Linked DNA regions of Mus musculus: region 1 is linked to region 2. Evidence: chromatin contacts called from public HiChIP or PLAC-seq data. All regions are on one chromosome and are shown on one strand. Each heading gives the region's core, a stretch centred on a gene start, on an enhancer-like site or on the middle of the called end of the contact. The rest is flanking DNA. Distances are from core to core; before and after follow the strand shown.

What was found. HiChIP or PLAC-seq counts read pairs in DNA pulled down with a chosen protein or histone mark.
Region 1: an H3K27ac HiChIP or PLAC-seq map of embryonic stem cells shows a contact between it and region 2, with 14 read pairs. The contact joins the promoter of Cfap99 here to the promoter of Poln in region 2. A contact is called at or near these places in 1 of 39 promoter capture datasets (the SN4741 cell line), 4 of 484 Hi-C or Micro-C datasets (cerebral cortex, embryonic stem cells and stem cell-derived neurons), 5 of 115 datasets of contacts at active chromatin or transcription factors (embryonic stem cells, extraembryonic endoderm stem cells and forebrain) and 3 of 9 other capture datasets (adipose tissue, liver and pancreatic islet).

The regions. Positions count from the first base shown.
Region 1 is chr5:34,286,928-34,292,241 of GRCm38.p6, forward strand. It overlaps Cfap99 (cilia and flagella associated protein 99), which reads left to right and starts at 1,738. Exons shown (of 16, transcript NM_001370805.1): 1 at 1,738-1,833. Zfyve28 (zinc finger, FYVE domain containing 28) reads right to left here and starts at 1,397. Exons shown (of 13, transcript NM_001015039.1): 1 at 1,172-1,397. The coding sequence starts at 1,210.
Region 2 is chr5:34,167,986-34,173,354 of GRCm38.p6, forward strand. Poln (DNA polymerase N) reads right to left here and starts at 1,541. Exons shown (of 25, transcript NM_181857.4): 1 at 1,405-1,541. It overlaps Haus3 (HAUS augmin-like complex, subunit 3), which reads right to left and starts at 1,439. Exons shown (of 5, transcript NM_146159.1): 1 at 1,405-1,439; 2 at 1-458. The coding sequence starts at 328.

The sequences.
Region 1 (5,314 bases), core at 488-2,987, 120 kb after region 2:
CTCAAATGCCAGTCTTCCAAACAGACCAGCTGTCTCTCCAGAATACTCGCCCCACTCCGAGAGACCATTCACAGAGTCTGGGACAGAAACCCTAAATCAAGAAATGTGGCTAGTCACGGCGGGAGAGCGGTCAGTTCCTTGGGTGGGCCAAAGAGAAGGAGGCCTCTGACTTCGGAGATACCAGCACGCAGCCGCTGCACTGCTCCCGCCCTTAGTCTTTGCAGTGACCCCACCCAGGTCGTGACCCTCTGAAGACCTCCAGCGTTGGCGTCCCCAGACTCCGCCAACCCCCAACACGCAGCTTTGGACGCCGCAGCTGCGTCCTGGATCTTCGCTGGATCCTAGCTTTGCATCGCCCAGCTGCGAACAGAGCGCACCGGGTCCGGCTCCGGGCTGCCAGCCCCAGGCAGGCAGCGGGACGCAGCGCCCGCAGTGCGACTGGCACGGCTGCCGGGGCGCGCCGCCTGGACCCGAACTGGCTGGTGAATCGCACCTCCGGCCCACTGAAGCTTCAAGCTCCACGAGCCTCACCCCGCGACTGGGCAGAGGACTGGTCGGAGATCCAAAAGGGTGCAGGCGGCTACCGGAACAGGATAGAGATGAGAACTGGACCAAGATCCAATTACTCCGTTTTGGGATAGAGGACCAGACCGCGGCGTGAGGGACCTCTAAGATACGGGAAGAAAGAGTCTGACCAAAGCCTAAGGTTGGAGAAAGGGGAATGAAACGGTCGGTTCCCAAGTGCGAAGGGAGGGTGGGAGACCCACTATCCTAGGACAGAATAATTGTGTTGCGAAAAGATGAAGGAGCATCAGCGGTGAGGCTAGAGGGAACCAAGAGAAGTAGGGGCTCTGAGCACGCAGGCTGGGACCGCTGGGTGCGAGCTGGAGCCAGCCCATCTAGTATCCAGACGAGGAGAAACATGACAGTACACCCAGGCCCGAAAGAAAGAGCCCCGTCTGGTACTGGAAAAGAGCAGTCAATGCGCGCCAGGTACATGGTCTGTCCAAGTCGCGGAATGCAGGGAAAGGGCATCCCATGAACTGGAGAAAGAAATTCATACAGGGCCAAGGAAACGAGGTCTATCTATCAAGGAGGGACCTGCAGGATAAGGGATCTGGAGGGGGGAAAGCGCGACGCCGGGACATGGTCCGCAGCTGGAGCCGCTCACCTTGGGTTTGTACAGCCACTTTCGGAATCTGTTCATCATCGCCGCGCCGGCCCGAGCCACGCTCCGGGCGGCCCTCGCCCTCTGCAGCGCTGCGCCCGGGTCCGGCTGCGGCGCGGGGTGGACACGCAGGCAGGGCCGGGACCTGCTTGAGCAAGCAGATCGTGTGCGCGGCGCCTAGCGCCGAGCAGCTGGCTGCAGGTGCGCGGGGCAGGTGCGCGGCCGGAAGGATGCTCAGCAAGCGGCGCGCGGCCGACCCAAACCCGCGAGCGGGCGGGCGCGCGGAAAGGCGCGGGCACAGGGCGCGCGGTGCTTCACGGCTTAAGAGCACCCAGCGCCTCCGCCGGTCACGACCGCACATGCGCCGGAGGCGCCGCACGCCCCCGGCCCGCTGCAAGTGGTGGATGGGGCGAGCCCGGCGAGGCCGCCAATCCCCGCCCAACGCCACGCCGTACCCCACCCGGGACGCGCACCAAGGGAGGGAGGCTCAGGACTACAGGTCCCGGCGCCCACCGCGGGCAGGGCCTGCGCGGCGTTGCTAGGTGACGGCGCCCAAACGATGCCTAGGCGATCTGCGGGTACCGGAGCTGGCCAGTGAACGCTCCCGCCCGCGGCGCCTGGACAGACTACGAGGTTAAAGCCAAGGAAGGCCAAGAGGCCCGCAGGTAGGCAGGCAGGTTAAGGTGAGGGGCCGCCACAGGGAGCCAGGCACAGCCCATCCTCTTCTCCCTAACTCGTTTTCTCCAGTTCTCCAATCTTTGCCTATTTTCTGGCCTTAGCGAGCTACCTTTGCGCTTTTCTTCCCACCTCCAAAAATAAAAGTAGGGTGTTTTCCACCACCTCCAATCAATCTCTCTCTCTCCCTCCCTCTCCCTCCCTCCCTCCCTCCCTCCCTCCCTCCCTCTCTCCCTCTCTCCCTCTCTCCCTCTCTCTCTCTCTCTGTTAACAGGTGACCCAGATGACTACCTCTTAATACAGTGTGTGTACCCTAGCAGTTCCTGCATCTTCCCTTAGCCCCTCAGCCCTGGACCTGCTTTGTAGCTCCCTTCTTACTCCTTGGAAGCTGCTCTCCACCCATTTCTATGTAGTTCCAGGCAGCTACGTGGTTTTAAAAACATTTTTTCCCTCCAGCCTAAATGCTTGAATTCAGATGTTTGCCTGTTCTTCACTATTTGTACAACTAACAGATCACCTTAGAGTCAACATGTCCACAACTGTATACTCTCTCAGTCATAAAAACTGCTTGTGGGGCTGGGAAGATAGCTCAATCAGTGACGTGTTTGCCTAATTAGTGGAAGAAGGTTCAGCATGCCAGAACTCACTGGAAAAACAAAAACAAAAACAAAAACCCTAGGCATGGACTGGAGAGATAGCACGGTGATTAAGAGCAGTGGGTGCTCTTGGCAAGGCCCCAGATTCAGTCACCAGCACCTCCATGGCTGCTCACAACTTTCTGTAACTCCACCTCCAAATAATCAAACCCCTCTTCTGGACTTCATGGGCCCTGCATGCATGTGATGCACATACATACATGCAGGCAAATACACATAAACATAAGAAATAAATATATTTTTGTAAAAAAGGCCAGGCATTATGACATTTACAATCGCTGCACTTCAGAGGCTAAGAAGATGGACCCACGGGGTTCACTAGTCAATGTAGCCTATTGCCTAGTTGGTGAGCACCACAATAATGGGAAACTCTGCCCAAAACACAAGGTGGAGCTGGGCGTGGCGGCGCACGCCTTTAATCCCAGCACTTGGGAGGCAGAGGCAGGCAGATTTCTGAGTTTGAGGCCATCCTGGTCTACAAAGTGAGTTCCAGGACAGCCAGGGCTACACTACGGTCATTTTCTGGCCGCCCCATGGAAGTGCACACACTTACATATGCACCCATATATACACGCACATAAAAATAAGTAAAAAAATTTTAAAAGAAAACTAAAAGCAGCTCTTCCCAAAGCCATCATCTTCTCCAAGTGAAGACGTTGAGCAGACACATGAATTCATGTCCAGTAGTAAGTAGATTAATAAATTATCTGGTGTCTGTTCACCCTTGGCCAACTCCAAAGCCTGGGGCTATTACTGTGCAGAAGCTGTTTCTATGCTTCATATTGGAAGTTGTGCCCAAGATAAAGGCTGAGCCCAAGGAGGTAGGTATATCAGGATCAGGCTTAACTATAGGCAGAAAGATCCCAGCATGACAGATTTGTTCACATTCAAGAGATGTGTGCAGGGCTGGTGAGATGGCTCAGCGGGTAAGAGCACTGACTACTCTTTTGAAGGTTCTGAGTTCAAAACCCAACAACCACATGGTGGCTCACAACCACCCGTAATGAGATCTGATGCCCTCTTCTGGTGTGTCTGAAGTCAGCTACAGTGTACTTACATATAAATCTTTAAAAAAGAGAGAGAGATGTGTGCAGAGGTAATTCTGGACATGCAACAGGAACCAGCTTTCTGGCTACCATCCTTGACCTGTTTACTGAGGATTCAGGATGGCTGCACTGGTTCTAGCCATCGCCTCCTAAGCCCATGAACCTACTGGAAAAGAGAAGAAAGAGATGTCCTACACTTCAGGCTAATGCTCCCACAGTTTATTCTCTAGTACTTCTGAGAGATGGAAGAACTTGTACACACGACCATAGCCAGCTTTCAAGGAGGCTGAGAAATGTCACTGACCGGTTGGGTAACAATAGGCCCAAGTGAGAGTCAGGCTTTGTAGTTCAGGAGGGAAGAGAAAGCTGCAAGGAGTGGCTTCATAGCCTGTTGTAGAAATTTTTAATTCCAACCTGGGGTTTCTACACAGTCTTTGACCATTTAGTTCATGGATAAAAGACACAACCTTTATATTTACAATAAGCCTTAAACAGCACAACAGCTGAGCAGATACCTACCTTATATGCAATTAGAATCTACTTTCCTATTGATAACCCCAAATTATTACTTACTACTTACTATGTTTCATCTGGGCTGCTCTTAACTTCAATTGGCCAGCCCTCGAGGCCAGCTCATCTAAACCTATGGTGGCTTCTCCTTCCTCCTGCACCTTCTTCTTCTCATGGTTCTTCTCCAATCCCAAGCCCAGAAAATCTAAACCCCACCGATGTCTCTTCTGCTCAGCTATTAGCTATTGGCATCTTTATATACCAATCAGAAATAGCCTGGGGGCAGGGTCACTTAGGTCTATGTGCAGACTCCTGGTCTTTCCCCTCCCCCAACACTTAACATTGTGATACACAGTAAAAGACAAAACCTCAACAGTAGCCGCCACACTTAGCAGAGCAGCTTTAGTTGTGGGGAAAGAGGGTGCTTTCACTAACATATGTTTGATATGGCCTAAGCTGTTGAAGTGGATTGCATCTGATAGAAACGAACCCTCCTTGCTTGCTTCAGCCTGCCTTCCAGGTTACCTCAAGGGCCAGACCATTGAGCCCTGATTCGAGAATGGAGTTAAAGAGCCATATTTAAAGGTAATCAATCCACTTAGGAGTTAGATCTCAATTCTCACCCGCAAACTAAATAATACTGAGATACTTGAGATGTGGCTCAGTATTGGACCAATTACCCAGTGTAGGAGATGCTGTGGGTTCTGTCTCTTGCACTAAAAGCAAGTAAACAGACAATTATTTTAAGTAAAGCTGAGTCTGGCTGTGGATATGTGGGCCTGTGATCCCAGCACTGAGGAAGCAGAGGCAGGAGGATGGAGATTTTGAAGCCAGACTCCACTACATATCAAGACCACCTTCCCCAAAACAAAAATAAACAAGAAAAAAATTAAACCAAAACTTAGTGTAGAGTTGAGGTGCTCGAAGCATGCTTCAGAGTTGGCTGAGCCCATGCCTGTTCTCCAGTCGCAGATATGATTGTTTTTCTCAAACTTTAGGTGAATTTCAGAGGGGATTCAGAGTCTATCCACCCTCACAAAGCACCTGCTCTTTGCCCAGGTGTGGGGCAAGGCAGCCTCCACCACACAGTGAGCAGAGGGTCAGGCTGGCTCCTGGGAGCTCCCTCCCACCTTCAGGTTGGTTCTTTGGTCCATTCCATTTGGATCCTCTACCAAGGTCAACTCTAGACCTGGGAGGGCTTGAATTAATTCCTTCCATCCTCCCTGACTCAGGTCAGCCTCGGGCACTTGACCCACCCT
Region 2 (5,369 bases), core at 291-2,790:
GCAGAGTTTGAACCTCATCCTCTAATATCTGTATCTCTTTGTCATCCAGTTTGCATGTCTTCAAATCAAAAGTTTTACAGGTCCTAAGAACTTCATCCAATGCTGTTCCTTCTAGGATAGGCTTGCCTGATCGCTGGAGATCGCTGAAGGCTTCCAATTCTTTTTCAGACAATACATTCTGTTCATTCACATTCCCACAAAACCATTTCAAGAATGACTCATCTTCAACATCCTCAAAGAGCCAGTCAAAATCTTCTCCATTAAGAATATCAGCTTTGGGATAACCAATTTTTTTCAATGTTTCCACAAACTCATTTCCACAACTCATGGTTTAACTACTCCTGTTTTTAAATATTTGATATGAATCTATTTTTTTAAACTAAGTTCAAACAGAAAAAAACATATTTACGCTAAGTCCATAGAAGAAGGAAAAAAAATACAATCTATAATGTGTTTTCCTAGTGGGGGAAAGAACACAAGTATTAGACCATGAACAAGGCAAATGAATTTTAAATATACAGATCATTTTATCAGATGACATCAGGAGACTACTTAAGTTAAAAGCAGATGCACGTGCAATATCTGACAAAGACAAAGCAAAACAGAAGCAATCAGGGTGTTGCTTAGGACACTACAACAGTAATGAAGAATCTAATTAATGAAGATATAACAATAAAAAAAAACTGATTTTTTTTCCCAATGATGAAATTACTTAAAATAAATTACATTTTGTAAAATAGCTGTTTCCCCTGTAGTTTCTAGTTAGGAAAAAGAAATATGCCTACCTTTCTAAGGAAGAATCAACTAAATATTTACTTCAATCAGCGTTCCATCAGTCTCAAAGGACTCAATCTATAGATATAACCAGTCTAACGCAGAGAAAACCAGGACAAATTGACAAGTTTCAAAGTACCCATCAATCATCAAGTAAGAAGTTTTATTTCGAATAGAACACAATGAACCACGACTTGAACCAAACTTAGGTCAGTGACAATGGCAGGTCTTAAAATCACGATGTATTTGACACTCTGGTAGCAAACTCTCTGGGTTGGTTTTGGTTTGTTTCTGAGTATCCAGTTATGACACTTAAGAGCTCTAATAAAACACGCCCACAAAAGTACCAAATTGCTGTTTTTAAAAGCTGGGTAACAGATAAGTGTGTATTTCCGGTTTAACGTTTGCCTCGTATGATTGAGGCCTTGGGTTTTATCCGCAGTATCCGAAAAATAAAGCTACCAACCCCAGCCGGATGACCGGCCACGTACCTCCGCCCCCACCTCTGGCACAAAGCCTCAGCCTCCCCGCACACCCCGCGCCTGGGCCCAGCGACCTCTATCGATGCCTCAAGCAGGCTGTAGGAGGGTAGCGGCGGCCCCGCCAACCCCGAACTTACAAGACCCTTACCTCAGGAAAGCCGCAGTCACTGCTCTCTGCCAGCCTCCAACCGCGCGCGCCGCAGTGCCTCACGGGAGTGCCAGGACGCGCACGCGCAGATTACAACATCCGTAAAGTCAGCGCAGGCGGCGAGGTATCCCGGAGAAAGCGAAGGAGGACCCGCAGACCAACCCCCTTCAACGAGCCGGGGTAAAGTGATTGGCTTTCCTGACGGACGCACCGCCCCTTAGCCCCGCCTCTGGCCCGCCGTCCTTCCCGCTAGGCTCAAGAGGATTGGTTTTCTCACTATAGGCTCTGCCCTCGCTCCGCCCCACCCCGCCCCCGCTCGGGAGTTGGAGTCTGGGTCTCTTCCGGCTGCTTTGTTGCCTTGGCCATTTGGCCCTCTAGTTCAGTTAGGCCTCCTGTCCTAAGAATGGCTTGCGGTCTGTGACACCACTAGGGGACCGGAAGTTTGAGGCCGAACAGACCCCTTCTTCCCCCAACAGCTCTTACCACCACCACTGGTAGGGTGATCCAGCGTTGGTGCTAATAACAAGCAGCTGGGACCCTATCAGGTCTCTTGCAGGGTAGGATTGTTGGCTATAGAATCTTTTACAATGGTTATTTAACAAAAATCACTTAACTCCCAAGGCCTCGATGACTTCCAAGCAAAAGCTGACTCCCTCCAAGATCCCATCTTCAAAATGTCAAGGTGTAAAATACATCAGTTTTAGAATGCATTTAACTCAGAAGTACAGACATTCTGAGGATGCCCGCCGTCATTCAATGAAAGACAGAATGCTGAACTCAGATGCAAGCCTAGTTAATGTCCTATGGTCCCAGAAAACTGATCTTTGGAGTTACAGTTGGCATTGGTAACAACTTGTCTGTATGGGTCATAATCTGTTCATTTTTTTCTATCAGACAGCATTTGCAACTTAACCACTCTCTTGTAAGATGATATATAAATTCACAAGATCTGGGCTTTGATCATTAAAAAAATAGTATTCCCCTCTTCTAATCATAAATAGGGTGATGTATCAGACAAGGGTCTAGTCTAGTTGCTACTAGGTAGAATTCTTTCTGGATCTTTTTCCCTGGGCTTATTTGTTTTGTGAGACAAGGATTTGCTTCTCTACCCAGGCTGGGCTTCAACTCAAGATCCTACTTTAGCATCTCCAAGTGCTGGGGCCACAGGTATGAATCACCATGCCCAGATATTCATGTTTTCAAAGAGAGAAAAACTAATGTTCTAAGCAGATCATTTAAATTTGAGTTGAAGACATTTCCTATTAATTCTTATTTAACTTTTATCCTCCTTTTGAAGGTCAATAAAACCGGAAAGTAAATAAAAACAAACAGTACAGGGGAAAAGTTCTTAGAATGGTGCCTAATGTGGTTAGGACATCAGGGGACTGGCCCAAGAGGACCCCAGATGCCAAACTGGAGGTAGGGGCTCAGCAGGGAGCTGGCGTTGAGTGGGTTTTGGCCAGAGGAAGTGCAGGCAGTACTTTTGGGAAATTTTGCTGAGGCGGCAAAGACTGAGAGAAAAAGAGCCAAATGACACAAGATGAGGGGGTGGGAATGCAAGGCTGAGAGGATTTTTGGTGTTGTTTTGTTTTAAAGTGGGAGGAACTGGAGGATATTTATAGACTGTGCGGAAGAGCTCGGAGGAGATGGAATTAAAGATGCCAGAAAGACAAAGGGCTACTTTGCAGGCTGAGGTTCCCCCCAGGCACAGCCTGGGACCCATGAGACCTTCTAGAAAACCCACTGTTCTTAGTGACTCCTGGCCCCCAGCTCGCTCTCTTGAATTGCTGACCACCGCTCCTTGTTTGAGAAGTGTTTGCGAGGCCATAAGAAGCCATGAAAACATAAAGATTAGAACAGGATCAGCCCCCTGAGTACAAACAGCAAACACAATGGGGTCAATTATACAGAACTGGAAAGTTTTCTTGGGACTGGATTAGAAACTTAAGAAGGCAAGTATGTTAAACTTATTTCCAAGACAAGCTTGCTTTCTTCTACTCAAACTCAGTTGTGGTTTTAGTGGGGTCAAAAGGTAACGGGAACCGAGGAGCTAATCGGTCCTAAGCAAGCCTGTGAGAATGTAATGGGCGAAACAAACCAAAATGCAGGACCTGAGTCTTTTCTGTTGGCCTTACTCTCCTGTCATCAATATTAAAAATTATTTTATGTTTTATACAGTATATTTACAGACAGTTTTAAAACTTTGTATACAACTGTGCTGTTGAAGGTTGTTTTTGGATGCAGTTTAACGGAAGTGAAGAGATCTGTTCTCCAGACAACATGGAGGAGGGAGCAACAGCCTCAGACATGTGTTAGCTTGATTCTACCAAAAAAAAAAAAAAAAAAAAAAAAAGTCACAAAAGGTTTGAGAAAGCTGGCACTGGACAATTCGGAAAAGGCAAGGGAGCCCAGGAGCTGGCAGAACACTGGGGGCCGTCAGCCAGTGAGATGTGGTCTGGCAGCTTCCTCCTATCGGTCTTGTTCTTCCAGAAGAAAGTTGACTTTTCTTAAGACCATGGAGTTGGGGTCAGGGATATTTGCTCTTGATTGTATTTACACTCCTGTGGTGAAGGTAAAAACTCAGTACCAAACTCAGAAGTATTTAGGTCTACAAAACTAGGAAGGGGTCACCATAGTGGTGGGTAGACAGGGGTCTTTGGAGATGGAAGCCGGTATCAGGCGGCCTGCAGAGTTTAGGGGTCTGAGGAGTCCAGGACCTCAGGTTGCCTGAGAGGTTGGTCAGTTGAGGAGGAACTGGGATGAGAGCCCATCCTTCCCTACAGCTTGCTTCCCAGGCCAGTGGCCTAACTCTGGAACAATCCAGAGCTCCTGTCCTCTAACTTTCTGGCTAAAGATTAGGAAAAGAGGACATAAAATGTCCCACTAGCAATTAGTCCAGATTAGTCCAGCCTCTAATTTATACAGCCATCATCCCAGCAAAAGTCGACAAAGGGACAAAAGAGGAATAGGAACAAAGTACTCAGGGACCACCTGCAGAAGAGGCTGGGCTCGAACTAACCATGAGATCCAAAATGAGCTGGTAAGGACAAAGGGTTGAGTAGAAGGTAGGCTGAGTTGAGGTGAAGGCCAGGAGCCAGCAGGCATCTGAGTTTAACTCTGGGGAGGAAGAGGATGAGGAGCTGAAGGGCCATCTTGGAACCACTCTAGCAAGGGTTAGGATTCATGCAGGGATCTCAGGTGGGGGCAAACATGGAGGAACAGAGAGGCTGGTGGTGTGTATGTAACAGAGAGATAGGCTGGTGTGTGTGTGTGTGTGTGTGTGTGTGTGTGTGTGTGTGTGTGTGTGTGTGTGTATAAGAACTAGAGTCGGGTCAGAAAAACTACGAAAGGCATACCATATCTGAGCTTTGAGTTTCCTAACCATGAGATGGACCCTGCAAGACTGAAGTAGGTGCTAATTATGCAAAGTGCTTAGCACAGATCCCTGGCACCCACTGCTTCCAACAAGAAGTAGTAGCAGGTAAGACTAAAAAACATAGTATTTGGAATTTAAGTGTTCACATTGATATCAACACCTAAGTCATATCAAGTCTGAGGTTCTAATTGTGTTCACATCAGAAAACTCCTTTTTCTCTGAGTTAACTTCAGCCTCCTCTAAGGCTGCCCATCCCTTACCCCGTTTCTAACAGGAGGCAGGGAAGGCAGGGATACACATTTTAAGAGTCCAGGCTGGTTGTTGTCTGCCGGGAGGACGAATCCCTCCCCTGGTTTCATGGTTCCACATTAAAACTTTTTAGCAGGTACCACTAGGCCATCTCCAATGGGCTCTTCAGAGGGTTCAGTGAGGTAACACCATCCTCTCTGGAAGTCCTGATCCACACCTTTTGTGGTATTCAAGGTGGCAAGTCCTTGAAGGACAAGCCTCAGTGTACTCATCTGTCTGGGAGGACACCGAGTCCTCCAAGAACCAGAACCAGGATTCCTGCTAATGGGCTGGAGCCTCC